2 separate regions of the Zea mays genome follow, and region 2 is linked to region 1. Evidence: chromatin contacts called from public Hi-C data. All regions are on one chromosome and are shown on one strand. Each heading gives the region's core, a stretch centred on a gene start, on an enhancer-like site or on the middle of the called end of the contact. The rest is flanking DNA. Distances are from core to core; before and after follow the strand shown. Region 1 has its middle 88 kb from the start of LOC100283794. Region 2 holds the start of LOC103650575 (histone H3.2).

What was found. Hi-C and Micro-C count contacts between places; a contact is called where the count stands out from the background.
Region 2: a contact with region 1 is called in a Hi-C map of ear, with 3 times the contacts expected there. The contact joins the promoter of LOC103650575 here to the enhancer-like site in region 1. A contact is called at or near these places in 9 of 25 Hi-C or Micro-C datasets (bundle sheath, ear, leaf and 4 more).

The regions. Positions count from the first base shown.
Region 1 is chr3:133,054,393-133,057,109 of Zm-B73-REFERENCE-NAM-5.0, forward strand. No RefSeq gene overlaps it. Among protein-coding and RNA genes, the nearest start is that of LOC100283794, 88 kb to the right of the region's middle. Within about 2 kb of position 1,444, at least 8 of the 20 cell types and tissues checked have an H3K27ac peak or open chromatin away from gene starts, as enhancers often do. A contact at or near this core is called in ear, leaf and leaf mesophyll, where this site is marked.
Region 2 is chr3:133,837,021-133,839,720 of Zm-B73-REFERENCE-NAM-5.0, forward strand. It overlaps LOC103650575 (histone H3.2), which reads right to left and starts at 1,394. Exons shown (of 1, transcript XM_020550309.2): 1 at 228-1,394. The coding sequence starts at 1,271. The coding sequence ends at 534.

The sequences.
Region 1 (2,717 bases), core at 194-2,693:
GTGATTCGAATTGATTAATACCCAGCTGGTGATCTCCATCCACAAGACATATGTAGAACTTAACCCCTACATATGTCAACCCGCACTTGGGTTTCTTAAGACCAGAACTGGTCCCTGCCACCTAAGAAAACAGTACCCCACCATCCAACGTCTTGCCAGGTGGATACACGATACTATCGCCATCTCTCCACCCTAGTTTGGGCCAGCCTTTCTAGTATTGGTCTAGACGAGACAAAGCTTACCCATGATGAGACATGTGACCAGCTAAAAGGTTCTAGATCAACAGGCCAACAATCGGAGCGGTCCTTAAATGACACAGACGGGCGAATTTTACAGCTCAACGTGCGGTCTCATTTTAAACTATTTCTCAAAACATGTACCTATAAAAGTTACCATGCTTGAATGATGAATTCATCAAAGCCTATGATACCTTCATCATCCAAACCCTTTTTCTTTTGTAGAACATGATTCATAGTTCAAAACATTTTTGTTCATAATCTATAACCATAACTAAGCATTTATAAACTTTGTAAAATTGGTGTCAAGGATGGTAATCAATATTCCAAGGAGAAGTCATGCAACAAAGGTTTAATCACTCAACTCTTGCATTCTTGAGGAGGAGAGTCAGGCTCTTCTACCAAAATATCGCACCTAGCTATGAAGCCCACATGAGCACCTTCAGGAGGACCCTTAGAAGGACCTTCAGATTGAGGAGCTGATTCCTATTCCACTTCAACTTCCACTTCTTCTAGGTGTTCTACAAGTCAATTACAATTACATGAATGCGTATGTAATGACATGAAATGCAAACTCTCACAAGGGAGAGATGGGGAAGCATAGATACCACTAAAAGAAGCATAAGACAAGTATATATAAATCTACATAACATAAGATTTGATGAAAGCAACCAAACTGAATCTACTATGAAAAACCAGAGAGCTAAACATATTTGAACTTACAAAACCTTTCATACCAACAAACTACATTGTCTAACCCCTTTTAAACATATACTTATACTAAGCATTAAGGATTAAAACTCTACTTTTAGCTAGCATCAGGTTCCTTAGCAAAAAAATTAAAAACAGGTTCAAAATTTAACCAGCCACTCAAATAGACCTTATAAGTTTACCCCCAAAAAATCATAATTTTTAGAACTTGAATTTTATTACTAAAATTCATATAAGCATTCTAAGAGCACATTTTAATTATCTAAAATTTATTATTGGCTTTAAAAATACTAAAACTAATTGTAAAATAATATTAAAAATTTTATTAAGTCAATAAAATTGGTTTCACAATTTTTATATATTTCTATGATATTTGGAACATTTTCCAAGTTGCAGAATAAAAGAAAAGGAAAAACTGTGAATAGAATTGGGCCGAAATCGGCCCACACAGGCCCAGCCACGGAGGAAAATGCGCGCAGCTCGGGAGGTCCACGATTGTGATGCACGGTTTGCACAAAAGCTCTCATAGAAAAATAACTAAATAATCAAGAATCTACACTGTGAACCCTCGACTCCTTTCTATTTATTAAAACACACCCCCAGAGCACTGCCGACGACATCGGCGGCCAGAGAAGCATGGATACGGCGACACGGACCTTGGGAAGACCTTAATCCACCACTACAACATGTCCTAGATCACTACAAACCAGATCCCAGCAAAAGCACGATCAACAGCACTCGGAATAACACGGCATCACCGGAGTTCCAAGTCCAATGAGCCCGCTCGAATCATCCGGTGCGGTAGAGTTCAAAGGAGAGGCACATTGGGAGTAACAATGACTCTCCAAGATCACAATGATCATGCAAATATGGACAGAGAAAATCCAGGTTGGTCGGTCGATGAGAAGGTGACTCACGGTGATGACTAGAGACGGCGAACCCTCGTTCTGATCAAATATGGCAGGTAGATTTCAAATGGAAAGATCAGAGAGCATCTCGGACACATGGTGATCACGGAACATACACGTATTGACCGAGGGATACCTCGAGATGAGCCGGCCTCGATGAGGGGGTCAAAAGGGCCAGCGTGGTCAATTACTTTCAGAAAGAAGTTCGTGTTCAGGCCTTAACAAAGCAACAAGAGGACTGGCCGGTGAGGCTGATGGTTTAACCTAGGAGTAGAGGAAAGGTTAGGCACGGTGAGCAGACCATGGGAGCAACGGGAACATAGCAAGGCTCAGTTTTTGCTTCAAACAGCCATGGCAAGGCACCATAAAGTAGCAGGCTACCTGTGGCTTTGCTGGGACTTAACACAGGTGAAAACACAAGCTAGCACGTTCCACAACTCTACCGCATGACCACCACGTAAGGGCAAAGCACAAGGAGGCAGCAGGGGTGACCAATATCACTGGGTCAGCACACCATCAAGTAGGGCAGGCAGCTGAATCACAGGATCCCCAGTCCTATCCTTGGGCTGTGAACAATCTCAGGTTACCCCCTCCCCAAGGTAGAGCTGTGCTTATCGGCAATTTACCCAGAACCACCTGGAAAAAGGGTAGTGGACTGAGATCTTTCTCAGATATTTGCCACTCAGTTTTCAACTTCATAAGGTCGACTGCAGTCCAAAGTTCAGGGCCCTTGTTCTCACACTTCTAGATAAGGACAGGCCAACACTAACACACCGAACTTGTTCACCATATATAGCTCTCTATGTTTGATATAACATCCCCAAGCCAAAAGTACATGAATCACAAGCTATAGGGCTCCAAA
Region 2 (2,700 bases), core at 144-2,643, 780 kb after region 1:
CCTCTCCTCGCCTCTTTCTGCTTCTGGCGACAGCAACTCCTCCGGGCCCAGCTTGTCGCCATTACTGTCTGATAAGGTACTCCGCGTGCTAAACCTTTGCCTGCAGCGTCCGGCGAGCAAATGCCTGTCTTCAAGGAGCAAGTCTTATAATTGTTACTGGTAGTAGTAATTAAGTGAACAGTATGTACCTAAAAAGTTAAAAATATGACTTGCTGAGAAACCAAGCAAAAACAAATTGAAGCAGATCGTGTAACAGATGTCGATGTCATTACAAGCAGGATTCAGAGAAAAACAAGACATGTGAAATCAATGCTAAACACCATGGGATTCCAGGACAAAGACAGAAAACATGTAGATAGAGCAGATCACATCCATTACATTTTTTTCAGAACTGCTAATCATAATCCTCCGTTAACATCAGCACATAGCAAGAAGCTACCTCTTGAAAACAACAACGCACACCTATAACACAACCATGACGTGCTAAACTAAGCACCTCCATCAGTAGCGAGCAGGCGCCGCAACCGAACCGCCTAGGCGCGCTCGCCGCGGATGCGGCGCGCGAGCTGGATGTCCTTGGGCATGATGGTGACGCGCTTGGCGTGGATGGCACAGAGGTTGGTGTCCTCGAAGAGGCCCACCAGGTAGGCCTCGGCGGCCTCCTGCAGCGCGGCGACGGCGGAGGACTGGAACCGGAGGTCCGTCTTGAAGTCCTGCGCGATCTCGCGGACCAGACGCTGGAACGGGAGCTTGCGGATCAGCAACTCCGTGCTCTTCTGGTACTTGCGGATCTCGCGCAGCGCGACGGTGCCCGGGCGGAAGCGGTGCGGCTTCTTCACGCCGCCCGTCGCCGGCGCCGACTTGCGCGCCGCCTTCGTCGCCAGCTGCTTCCGCGGCGCCTTGCCGCCCGTCGACTTGCGCGCCGTCTGCTTCGTGCGGGCCATCGGGGAAGGCTGGGGACAGGGAGGCCGAGGAGGCTTTGCTCTGTTCTGGGGTTCGGAGTTCGGACGGGGCGTGGGGCTCTGGCTTCGCGGTGGCCGGTGAGGAGTTGCGGGCAGGCGGGAAGGGGTTAAAGTAGGAGGCGGCGGGTGGATTTGGTGCTGCGCGCGCGGAGGGTTGGGAATTTGGCCGTGCGCGGGAGGAGGGAGGAGAAGGGAGGGTGGGATGCGCGCCGTTCGATTGCGTTTGAACGAAGGGTGGAGATTGGTTTTAGAGGGGTCACGCGGATACCGATCCGTGGGTGGTGAGCGCGGCCATTGGCGGAGCGCCATCTGGCAGCCACCTGAGGCCAATAGTCACACATACAGTACTGCCGCATCATAGTTTGTTTGGCGCTACGGGACATTCCTTTCCCTCCATGGAAGATGGAACGGCATTGCACTTGCGGTGCGGAAATCAACTTTTTATGGCTAGTTTGGAAGAAGGGGGTAGAGAGAAAATTAGAGGGCTAAGAGCATCTCCAAGAGACTAGCTAAATAGCTTGTCAAGGTAAATTTTTGCTACTTAACAGTAAAATAGTTCTCCAACAGACTAGCCATTTAACATGCCAAGCTATCCGGCTCTCTAAATTGATTCCTTCACTAGCCAAATTTGGCCAGCAACTCTCGCTAGCCAAGTTAATTTGTATGTTGAAGAGTCTGTTGGAATGTGATGTTATATATACAGTTTAATCTTTATGGAGAGACAAATAAAGAGTCAAATAGAGAGTAAAAAATAAAGAATCTCTTGGAGATGCTCTAACATCTTTTTTATTATCTTAATAGCAAAATATTTTGGCAGCTTAGGAAACGGAGAAATGTTGTGGTGTTCCGCGGGGAAAGATCACCACTTGCAACAACCATGCTGTTGTGCCGCTCTGAAGCTGAATTATGGAGATCCAGGCTACGACATGAGGACTACCAGATCGTGGCTGCCTGGTGTCGTGCTTTGTATGTAACATAGCGTAACCACATCGATGTAACCTAACCCCCCCTATGTACTAACAAAGGCGTTTTGGCCACAAAAAGTAATGCAATTCAGGTGGGGATCCTATCCCCCGGTGACATTCAAAAAAAATAGCAAAATATTTTGGTCCTTTCAATTCTCTCCATTTCTCGTCTCCCAAACTAGCCCTCCCCATACGAGACGGTGCTTTCTTGTTACATGTCTATTCCAACGCCGCCGCAGGAAAGAATAAAATTGAAACGGGGACGAACTTTTGTTTTGCGAGAGAAAACTAAAGTCATATGTTATGTAACCACTGACATGATTGATAATTTTCATGCAACTTCATGAAAGGTATGAAAGTTGTGTTTTTTAAGCACCCTATGAGGAGTTTCAAAAATTTTATGAAATTGGTCTTTAGTTTCAATTTTTTAAAAACTAGAGCGGCTAGACCTGTTTGGATGAAAGAAGTTGGAACGTACCTGGATCATATATTTCTCATCTCGTGACTCTACGCGCACAGAGCAAAGAGAGGGCAGGTGCCTCCGAAGCCCTTGCCGTTCGAGACCTTGCACGGGGGATTGAGATCTGGATCACCAGAGCGCATGGGAGGGTATGACCAGTTTATTTTCCTTACTGTTTTACGTTCTGCAGATTATATATGTTTCATATATTCATCTGTTCTATTTTATATGTAGCTGTTGGGACCATGCTTCGTCGCCGAAGGTCCTGTGGAAAGAAACAGTTTCGGCTGAAGCTGCTCGTACGTGATGCCGA